2 separate regions of the Mus musculus genome follow, and region 2 is linked to region 1. A link is a contact called in public HiChIP or PLAC-seq data. All regions are on one chromosome and are shown on one strand. The core of a region is the stretch at or near the end of the contact, and the rest is flanking DNA. Distances in the headings are between cores, read along the strand shown.

Region 1 (5,679 bases), core at 854-3,353:
ACCTGCACACACAAGTGAATGTATAAAACAATAAATGCAATTAAAATGATCTATTCCAGAACAACATTATTTTTTTTTAGGAGAAAATCCATTAGGAAAGAAAAGAACAAAGCATCATCGAAAAGATAGATAAATTTGGCTATGCCAAAAGCTTGTTTCCTGTTTTGGAGAGCACAGAGTGCTGGCGGGGTAGGGAGCTCTAGGGATGTGGGTGTGGGTGTCTCACACACACCAAGTGTATGCCGGCCATTAAGCCTCATCTCCTGCCCCAAATTTGTTTTTCTTAAAGGTGTACTTACAAAGTGAGATGACCGATCACCAGGTAGAAGACAGTAGCTACTCAATGATTTATAAAAGATTAGTACACAGAGTATGTGAATAATTGATTCTAAACACCAGTAAGAAAAAAACAACCCAAACAGCCTAAAAATGTGCCCAACCAGAAAGAGATTAGCATTTGAGTAGAAACCCAGATGGCGGGGAAAAAAAAAAAAATCCCAAAAGACACTTGAATTTTCTGCTCAAAAAAAAAAAAAAAAAAGTCAATTGAAACAGCTATCAGATTGGCAAGCTTTTCAGGTGTTATGAGTGGGCAGAGAGACTAGAATCTTGCACACACTGAGAGCACGCATTTGGTGGTATGGCCACTTTGGAGTGATTAACTCACTGATTCTAGCAAATTAGAAGCAACTTAAGACGTGCATATTCTACTGTTCCACAATTCCATTCAATTTTTATTTATCAACTGCTAAGTATGTAAATTTCACCACCACACCATTATTTAAGCTGTGGTGTGCAGCAGTGATGACAGGATGTGAACTGCTGAGGGACAGATCTCTAGAACTTTATGTTGTGTAAAACTGAGACCCATCTATTGAACAAGATAACTATTAGTCCTCACAGGTCTGCTAACCACTGTTTCTTTCTTTAAGAGTTTGACAAGTTTAGAGAGTTCACAAGAGTCACATGCTATTTGTGTGTGACTGGCTTATGTCACTAGGCGCAATATCTTCAGGCTTCACTTAGATGACAGGGCCTTTTTATGATCAAGTAACATTTCATTACATGTATATGTCATTCTTTATGCATGTATCAGTTGATAGGCATTAGGTGCTTCCCCTTTTGGCCACGGTGAACAAGACTGAGGATGCAAATATCTGCTTTTGTCTAATCTTCCGGATAAATAACCAGAAATGAGGTCCCTAGGTCATGTGGCAATTCTAGTGAAAATTGTTTGGAAATGGCTGAGGAGTGGACTCAGGGCCCCACACAGGCTAGGCAAGCACTCTACCATGTGTTATGCCCTCAGCTTTATTTTATTTTTAATTTTTGAGAAACCTAAATACAACTTTTCATTTATGGCTTTATCTCTTTATATTCACATTTTTCAGTGCACGGGGGCAAGTTTCTCCATATCCTCACCAACACTTGTCTTTAAAAAAGTGTTAGTTTACTTATGTGTATTGGAGAGTATGCATATAGGTGCCTTCCTCTTCCTGCCTCTTCCTCCAGAGGGATCTCCTGGAGGCAGAGTCACAGGTGGGTGTGAGCAGCTAGATGTAGGTCCTTTGCAAGAGCAGCGGTGCTCTTAGCTGCTGAGCCACCTCCACTTTCCCAGGTCCCACTTGTGGCCATCGAGTGCGAGGTGCTGGATCTTTGTGGCTTTCAGATATTTGATGGTTAATGACCCAGAGCAATTGCGTCCACTTGCTGGTCATCTATGTGCCTTCTTATGTGCCTTCTCCGGCCAGATAAATCTCTACCTCACTTCTCTGCCCATTCTCTTCCCCCTACCCCCGAGAGAGGGGATAGGTTGTTTTGTTTTTGTTTGTTTGTTTGTTTGTTTGTTTGTTTGTTTTTTGGTTAGTTTGTTTCTCATTACGGATGGTTGTGAGCCACCATGTGGTTGCTGGGATTTGAACTCATGACCTCTGGAAGAGCACTCAGCGATCTTAACCGCTAAAACATCTCACCAGCCCCTCTGCCCACTCTCAACTGAGGTTGCTTGGGTTTGCTGTTGAGTTGTGAGACTTCTCCAGAGATTTTCAGAGCTGACCCTTCCAGATACTTGGCAACACCCTCCAATTCTACAGGCCACGTGTTTGCTGCATTGCTCATTTCCTGTGCTGGGCAGGTCTGAGTTTTGCTGTGTTTTCATGTGTCTGTCTTAGCTTCTGTGAGCTAAGCTTCAGGTGTCAAGAGTCAAGAGTCAAGGAGTAACTCTCAAATCCAAACTCAGGAAGCTTTCCCCTGTACTCCACTTTGGGAGCAGGAGAGTTTTGTTGTTTTGGGTCTTACATTTGGGTCATGGACATGTTTTCAGCATTTCAATAGTTTTTGTTTCTGATGGTGCTGGCAATTGAACCCAGGGTCTGGCCATGCTAGGCTAATGGCCTTTATACCACTGTATTATCTCTAGTCTAGGCCCTTAATCTTTGTTTTCTTTTTTTGTGCTTTCTCTTCCTATATCCCTCCCTCCTCCTTCCCTCCTTTCTTTTTAAAGACAGTCTTGCCCAGGATGGCCTCCATCTTGTAATCCCCCAGCCTCATCCCTCTAAGTGTAGGGCCGCAGGGATGTGCCACGATGTCCAGTTCTAGTTAAGACTCGTACACAGAATGTGCTAAGAGTCCAGCTTCTTTGTCTGGACTGTGAAGATGTCCAGTTTTTCCAGCACCGCTTGCTGAAGAGATGAATCTTTCTCTATTAGGGATTCCTGGCACCTTCTTTGAGGACCTCATGACCTTTTATTTATTCTTCTCACTGGATTGTCCTAGCTAAAACTCCCAGAATGGACACTCTTGCCTTGTTCCTGACATTAGAGAGAAAGCCTGGGGAGGGAAGGGGTGTTCAGCACTGAACAAACACTATCTGTGGCCAACTGGACTATTTCTTGACTGGAGCATGGTTAAGTAGATTGTAGTTTAGTCATTTCTTCATAACACATCAATAAAAAAGAACTGCAGTCTATGAACATTAAGAAAAATGGCAAAATGTTGAGAGAAAAAAAGCAACTTATTAGAATATATTCATCATCATTGATATGTGTGTGTGTGTGTGTGTGTGTGTGTGTGTGTGTGTATTTTTTACAAGAGTTCAGATATATTTTGAGCCATATAGGATCTTGGCTAAGGACTATATGTAACAGAGCATCCTAAACTGCTAGTGTTGGTAAATGCAGAAAGACAGTAGAATAGAAGTTTCCTCCAGAGGGGGAGAAAATAAACATAATTAGTATGGGACACAAAGGAGGCTTTGCCATCTTAACAACAATTTAGTTCTTAAGCGAAGGTATTAGGCACACAGGAGTGTTTTACTTATTTTATCTTATATTTCCATTACATATGCTTCCTCTGTATGAAATATCTGAAGACAATAAATAGAAAGCGTTCACACACCCAACAGAATTTCTCAAGCATACTACGCATCAGTCCCTGTGGAAAGAGCCTGAGAGGAATAAGCATTAAAGCAAAGAGAAAAGAAGTATTTCTCAAGCTAGGGGGTGGAAATATCAACAAATATTCCAGCCAATGGGATTTCAGTAAACCCACACCTAATCCTATCGGGCATGAGCCACAATGACTAGGAGAGCACTCTCGACCTGTGGGCCAAGAATGGCATGGTATTTATAATAAGCTTCCTGTTAACGATGCTAGGCAAGAGACAATGATGTGGACAGTCTAAGAGACAGGCTTACACACTCAACCAGGTGGACTCTATTGGGAGGATGCAGACAGATGCCAGCCAATAATAGCCAATAATAGTTTATACAATGCATCAATCAACCCAAATAACAGAAAGCGTCAATGCCACTGGCATTTGTCTTTGGAGGACCTTATCCCATGGGTGTAGTGTAGTCACTTAAGGTATTTTTATCTTAAAAACTTTAAAAATTGTGTGTGTGTGTATGTGTGTGTGAGAGAGAGACAGAGATGGGAGAGACAGAGAGAGACAAAGACAGAGAGAAAAACAGAGACAGCGAGACAGAGACAAAGAGTCAGAGAGCCAGAGATAGAGACAGAGAGCCAGAGACAGACAGAGACAGAGACAGACGGATGCACTGGTATGCATGCTCGTGTGCATGTACAATGGCGTGTGTGTGGAGGTCAGAGAACAACTTTCAAGGACCAGTTCTCTCCTTCCATCACGTGAAGCCTGGGAATAGAACTCAGGTCTTCAGGCTAGGGGGAAGATGCCTTTCCCCACTGAGCCATCTCACCAGCCTTCTCTCGGGCATTTTTAGAAGCAATTTCACTAACTTTATACCACCTTCCTGGAACTGGATGGCTTGTTTCCATCACTCACCCAACTTCTGGTATTAATCATTTCTCTAGGCATAGAGGAACAGTGACAGAAGATGTTGATTCCTGTGTTCAAAGGTCATAGTTTATAGGAGACTGGAAAGGAGAGAGTTAAAAACAAGATTATAAGTAGTAAGATGAGTTGTGGATGCATGGAGAAAGGAATACTTGACTCTTTAGAAGGAGATGCTCATTGGACATCTCAGAGATGATGAAACTTACTAAGCTTCAAAGACCAGATGAGAAGTTCATAGGGGAAAGGAGAAGCATCCTACAGAAGAACCAATATGTAAAGAAGAACATGTTTCCACAGGGTGTGGGACATTAGGAAGGCTTTCCTGCAGGGATGGCCAGAGATGTAAAGGTGTGTGTGCTGACCTTTAGCAAAAGTAGATTCCCCACTTTGGGTGTGATTTGGGTGTAGAAAAAGGACTGGTGTAAGGGTCAGAACAACACTCAGAGCCAGGCTCCACCATCCCTAGAAGAGAGATTTTGAGTGTAGTCTTTAATCTCTCTGAGCTTTCCACCCCCCCTCCCCCAACAACATGGAAATAACAAGACCTTTTGACTGGACCCCTGGTCTGGAAATTGAAAGCATCTTGTGTTCAAACACTAGCTCCTCTACTTCTAACTGTGACTTTTGCTTAAGCATTGCAAAGACAGTCATTAAAAAAAAAAAATGAGCAAACCCAGGTACTCTTCAGGTATCCAGCGCAAGATTTATCTGTGTATTATGTCCACATACATGGGGCGGCCATCTTAATTCTGCTTTGCTCTAACTGGCATGGGAAAGAATTTGGTGTCTGCTTTGATTTCCCATTGATGGGGATAGATGTGGGGCCAGGGAAGGGTTTGGGACTTGACAAAGGAAAGTATTGTGGATGGTCTCAGATAAAATAGTCAGGGTTGAAATGGGTCAAGTGCTTACCCCATACTAGTCCCATGCTAAGGTTTATCTGAATTATTTCATTTAAACATCATAGCAAACCTCTGGGTTAGAGACTGTTACTGGGCACATTTTTCTTTTATTAAATTATTTTATTAATTTACCTTCCAAATGTTGCCCCCCTATCTGGTTCCCCCTTCCAGAGTTCTTCACCCCTCCCTCATCTCCTTTGCCTCTGAGAGGGTGCTCCTCACTCCCTCATACCCCTATCCCTACCCAACCCCTTTACCCATGCAGTCCCACATCACACACCCCCTGTAGCCCCCTTCCCTGGGGCATCAAGTCGCTATAGGATTAGGCATATCCTCTCCCACTGAAGTAGACAAGGCAGCTCTCTACTACATATGTGCTGGGTGCCATAGACCAGCCCATGTATACTCTTTAGTTGGTGGCCTAGTCTCTGGGAGCTCCCAGGGGTCTGGGTTAGTTGATAG
Region 2 (5,679 bases), core at 2,080-4,579, 240 kb before region 1:
GGTTGGGGTAGTTTGGTTGGAAGCAGGCTTTCTTAGATCACCAGGCTTATGTGTGCATGTATCTGCATGTGAGAGCACACACTCACCTCCAGAGACAGTATCACACCAACATTCTTGTTGCTTCACATTTTCTCACAGGCATTCTGTCTGATTTGTGAGCTGCTTCCAGGGCAGAGCTCTAATCCTGTTGCATGAGACTCTCTTTCACACCGGATAGAAACCTTCTGTAATTCCCCAGTTCCGATGAAAAATAGTTGACTTCCAGCTGGAATTCACAGCTTTCTCTGATCTAGTCCCAACTTGCCTCCAGCCTTATCACATACAAAGATGAAGTCTCCAATGAAGACTAATTATTTATATTTGCATTGCCTCTGCCTGAGTGGTCAAAGTGCCACTCAATAGCTGCTGGTTTGTGCCTGTCTCTTCCAGGAGGCATAAGGACAGGGTAGAGGAAGCATTTGGTGTTATTTCTCAGGCTATTTCCACCTTTAAAAAATATTTCTTCTTACTTTATATGTGGATGTTTTTTCTGCTTGTCTGTGTAACATGTAGTACCTAGAGAGGCCAGAAGAGGGCACATGATCCTCTGAAACTGGAATTACAAATGGTTGTGAGCTTCTATGAGGTTACTGGGAATAGAATCTGGGTCCTCTGGAAGAGCAGCAACTGCTCTTGACTGCAAAGCCACCTCTCTAACCCCTCTCTAGCCCTGGCTGTCCCGTGAATCAATGTATAAATCATGCTAGATTTAAACTCACAGAGATCCACTTGGCTCTGCCTCTCAAGTGCTGGGGCTAAAGCATGCTCCACTATGCTTAGCTCTCTCAGGTCCCATTTTTAAGGCAAGGTCTTGCTGTGCAACCCAGACTGGCCATGAACTCCTGATCTACTTCCCTCCCTCTTGAGTGCTGGGATTACAGAAGCATGTCGATATACTTGACACCGGTTTGTTTATTTGTTTGTTTGTTTGAAAGGGTCTCATGTAGCCCCAGGCTGGCCTTGAACTTAATATATGACTTAGGATAACCTTAAACTCCTGTCCTGCTCTTATTCCCCAAGTTTCAGGGTTACATGTGTTTATCACCACACCTGGTTCATGCAGCGCTGGGCTTTATGCATGCCTTTTGACTGTTCTTAGGAATTGGTGCTTTGCATTTGGAGAGGGTATGTTCTTTTGGAAGTTGATGTGGAATAGTTCCCTCTCCTTGCTGAGCCTCAGAAGCAGGGCTCCTATTAATTTCCACTTCCCTGGCCTACCATGGTGCCTGGCATCTATGTGTATAACTGGCTGAGAGCCTGACTACAGAGGAGAGCACACCAATGAACTCGTTCAAGTCCCTGCTCTGCTTCTTTCTAGCTCTGTGATCCCCGAGCAAGCAGTTTCTCTGGTCAGCTTTGTAGTTGTACCATGAGGTGCTGGGGCCTCCCTGTTCTGAGATTCTGTGTATCCATGGTGGTAAGACTAGAGACAGGCCCAGCGGCAGACTGACACACAGCCACTTCCTAGAGGGAAGGTTAAGTGGTAAGCCATGGATGGTGTTGAAATTGAGTTGGGCGGGTTATAGATCCAGAGAAAGTAGGTGAGTGTGAATTCTAGGCATATCCGCATGAAATGAGGACACTTTCTTATTGCTTATATTTTCAATTTATTTATATTTAAAAGGTTGAGAACTAAACTAGGCTTGGTGGTGCATGCCTTTAATTCCAGCACTTGGGAAGCAGAGGCAGGGGGAGCTCTGTGAATTTGAGGTCACTTTGATCTACATACTGAGTTCCAGGACAGCTAGGACTATGTAGAGTATTGCAAAAAGCAGACAGACAAAAGGGGGAGCTTAACACACAGAGTACTACAAGACTCCACTATTTGAGGTTTGTCTGGTCCTCTCAATCCCCTCGTGTGGGCTCTATTCTGTTTCTCTTCCCCTTGACAACTGCTGGGGGAGAATCTGCCCTTCCATCCCTTAGAACCAGCCCTGTGACTTGGCATCAGGCCTTCTCAGGTCCCCACTGGGATGCCGGGGCTGCAGAAGCTTGGCAAGTTTCCAGTGGGCGCCCCTGGTGAGGTCTGCTGCTGCTGCTACCTCAGGGACCGGAGTTTCCCATCACCCTGGGTTCCCATACTTCTGTCTTCCGGCCCACAGCCAAGATATCCTGCCTTCCATCCCCGACCCTGACCTCTGGAGCCCTTCTTAGCCTGAGAACAGGCTCCTTGTTTTATCACCCTACTCTGAGAATACTGAGGCTGGAATTCTAAGAGACCAGAAAAACTCTTCCAAAGTGTGAAGAAGGGGGAGGGCTCCTGAGTGAATGAGACCCCCATCCTACATTTCTGCTTCTGACTAGCCCTCATTTTCCCACATCACCCCTGGGAGAGGAGTTGGTGGAGGCTGCAGAGAGTACCCCCAAACTTCTGAGCTTCACATACCTTACCGACAGGAGATGTTCCTTGCAGGGAGCTGAAGGGGAGTCAGTACCTGTGCAAGGCACCCTAGGGTCCTGTCCCTTACATCTCCCACTCTCTTGTGGTCCCTAAGGATCTTGGATATATCCAGAGACCAAGGAGCGGCTGCCCCTCAGTCCTGCTCTAGAGAGAAGAAGAGAAAGGCCATGGGAAAATCCCTGGGAAAAAAAAAGTTAAGGAAGGGTGGTGGCTCCCTCCTCCCAGCAGCCTAATAAAATCCACCTTTGAAGACAGGCAGAAGAACCCAGGGGGTGAAGTTGAGGGCAGAGGAGGGTCTGTGGTTGCTGGGGGCTGAAATTGCTCTTAGTGAGTCCTGGCAAGATCCCAAAAAGGAAAATGCCAGGGCTCTGTAAGTAAAGTTTGGCTGTGAGCATGAATATCAGAGAATCTCATCTTGAGTAGGTGTGAGGGCCCCAGAGGCTGGAGCTGAGTCACACATTTCTTACTTTATGAGATATTTGCTTACAGGAGACCCAGAGAGGGAAAAGATCCAGGCTGAGTCACACAGCATTTGTGTGTTCCTCATTGTTGGCTGGGCCTGGCTTTCTCCTGCTTTCTCTCTTTTCCTTCATATAAATTTAAAAATACTTCTGTTCTCCACTCTCAGCAAACACTATGCTTATTCCAAACACTCTTCCTCCTCAATAGTTACCTGTGAACTTTGACCTCAGGAATCCACTTTGGGGAGGGCACTTGGAGAAAACAAGATAGATCTCCTTAACTCTCCCAAGGGCTTGCAGGTGGCCTGCTAAATTGCCCCTTCAAAGGAAAATTAAAGCAATGTGTGTTTTATGGAGTGCTGTTTTGGGCTGTAGCTAGGGTGGAGTTACAGGCTCAGGACTGAGGCATGTCGGGGTGAGATACCTGGACCAGCAGAGCCCAACATGTCTGCTTCACTCCCTGGTACCCCACTTCCTGTCAGAGTAGACAAGCCCAAAGAACCTACCCCAGGAACTACTTCCTGTAGTATTTTTTTCTCTCACAAGGAAGCCCTGGGAAGCACATGTCCCCTCTGGGGCCCCACCTCTTGGATTTCTGAGACCACATTGCCAGGGTCTAAGCCTGGGATCTGTAACACCCCAGGGTATTTTTCTGACAGGCTGCCAGTGTAGAGAAAAGAGGACCCCTCTGTTTAGGCTCCAGGCCATCTTGCTCTTGGCCCTGCAGTGTTTCCTTCTGACAGTCAAACTAATTTTTTGTTTCTTTTCCTTTTTCTTTTTCTCTCTATTTTTGGCTTTGCGACAGGGGTTCATTTAACCCATGATGGTTTGGAATTTGATATGTAGCCAAGGATGTTCTGGAATTTCTGACTCCTACCTTTACTTCCTGAGTGCTGGGAATACATGCTTATATCGCCACACCCATCTTATAACGTGGTGAGGATTGAACCCAGGGCTTTGGGCATTTTAGGCCAACACTTTACCAACTCTTCAGCTCCTAGGTCCCCGTTTGTTGTGGGATTCAGAGTGAGTCATTTTGTTTTCCTTTTCGTTCTTTATTTCCAGGGAGGTCTTTTTGAAAAGAGGATCTAAAGTAATCATTCCTAATAGAATGCTCGTGGCAGAGGAAGCCCCAGTCTGCTTGTTATGGTTTTAATATGAAATATTTCCCCACAGGCTTGCATGTGGAACCAATTGGTCCCCAGCTGGGGGCGCTGTTTTAGGGTGTGATGGAAACATTAGGAGGTGGAGCTTAGATGGAGGAAGGCAACTGGGGCATACCTCTGGAGGGTCCTGTTCCTGGTTTCCATAAGCTGAGTAACTCTGTCCTCTACATCATCACAGCTATGATGCTCTGCTCCACTGGACACAGTGTTGCCCAGGCCATAGTTAAAGGCCTGAAACTGTGAGCAGAGACATGGCCTTTGAAGTTGTTCCTCAAGTCATTGTCTCAGTGACAGAAAACCCAACACTACCCCAGATGAATTCTTCATTGTTCAACTAAGGGCAAGGGCATGTCTCAGGGAAAGAGCCTGGGTAAAAGAAAATCTAGGTTCTGATTCTGACCCAAGTCTCTTCTTTTTAGGCCTTATTTTTCCCATGTGTAAGACATGGAGCTGGAATCCGTGAACTTCAAAGGTCCTTTAGAGGTGGCTGAAAGCCTAGGTAAATGAGTGCAGGACAATGATAATAGCCAATGTATTTGACCCCTAGAATGTGCTCGGTCCTACGTGTTGTGCATTTTCCATAGGCTGTCCTATTTAAGATTCAACCACATGATTATATAGCATTATGTAATTGCATAGTGAGACTTGTTCTCCAGAAGAAAAAGTCCTATGAGTAAAATAAGACACAGAGAAGCTAAGTAACTGAGGACTTCTTTTTTGGTTTTGTTTTGTTTTCTTATTTTGAGAGAGGGCCTTACTGTGTAGTTCAGTCTGATTTTGAACCGGAGATCCTCCTTCTTCAGCCTCCCGAGTCCTGGGATTGCAGGCATGTGCTGCCATACCAAGCTCTAAATCGTGGCTTCTTGGAGGAGGCCTTGTAAAGCTGAGAGGAGGTTTAGCTTTGTAGAGAGGGACTCCAGGAAGCTCTGAGGGTTCCTGGCCAGAGCATCACACGTATAATGCTATAGAAGAGCTCTTCCCTGGGTTAGGGATGTAGCTCTACGGTAGAACACTTCTCAAGCATCAGTGAGGCCTCCAAGAACTGAGAAAAGAAAGGCTTGCTCTTTAGCCAAATGTGGTAGCACACATCTCCAATCCCAGCACTTGGAGTCTTAGGCAAGAGGATCATGGGTTTGAGGCTGGCCTCTGTTACATAGTGAGACTTGTTCTCTCCAGAAGAAAAAGTCCAAAGCCCTTGTTTGTCTCTCATCTGCACCAGGAGGCCCTGTGCCAGGAACTGGAGTAGCCCAGCCCACAGAGTCCTGAGTGCTGCTCCTACCCCACCCCACCCCACACACAGTTCCTCTTCCTCTCGGTACTCCATATTGCGGCCACTTCTGCAAGGCTGGGCTGCTTGAACTCCGTGTTGGATTTGGCTTCTTCCTCAGAAGACAATTTATGGCGACATGTCGGAGACTCTGTTTTAATGAAGTTGCAAAAGTAGGTTAATGGGCTGTGGGTGTTTTTCATCCCCTCCCCCTGCCCCATCTCCACCCCTGGGCAGATGAGTGATGTATCTACCAGTAAGAGGCAGAGTCGGATCCAGCCTGGACTTACAAGCTCACACATCTATCCTTGGTCTCCCCCTAGGCTCCTCAGTCTCAGTCGTCTC

What was found. HiChIP or PLAC-seq counts read pairs in DNA pulled down with a chosen protein or histone mark.
Region 2: a contact with region 1 is called in a CTCF HiChIP or PLAC-seq map of the NIH/3T3 cell line, with 8 read pairs. The contact joins two enhancer-like sites. A contact is called at or near these places in 1 of 15 datasets of contacts at CTCF or cohesin (the NIH/3T3 cell line) and 1 of 484 Hi-C or Micro-C datasets (embryonic stem cells).

Annotation. Positions count from the first base shown.
Region 1 is chr15:102,887,500-102,893,178 of GRCm38.p6, reverse strand. No RefSeq gene overlaps it. Among named protein-coding and RNA genes, the nearest start is that of Hoxc13, 31 kb to the left of the region's middle. Within about 2 kb of position 2,103, at least 7 of the 459 cell types and tissues checked have an H3K27ac peak or open chromatin away from gene starts, as enhancers often do. A contact at or near this core is called in the NIH/3T3 cell line, where this site is marked.
Region 2 is chr15:103,125,846-103,131,524 of GRCm38.p6, reverse strand. D930007P13Rik (Riken cDNA D930007P13 gene) reads left to right here. Exons shown (of 7, transcript NR_045743.1): 4 at 4,487-4,566; 5 at 5,287-5,507; 6 at 5,658-5,679. Among named protein-coding and RNA genes, the nearest start is that of D930007P13Rik, 18 kb to the left of the region's middle. Within about 2 kb of position 3,329, at least 26 of the 459 cell types and tissues checked have an H3K27ac peak or open chromatin away from gene starts, as enhancers often do. A contact at or near this core is called in the NIH/3T3 cell line, where this site is marked.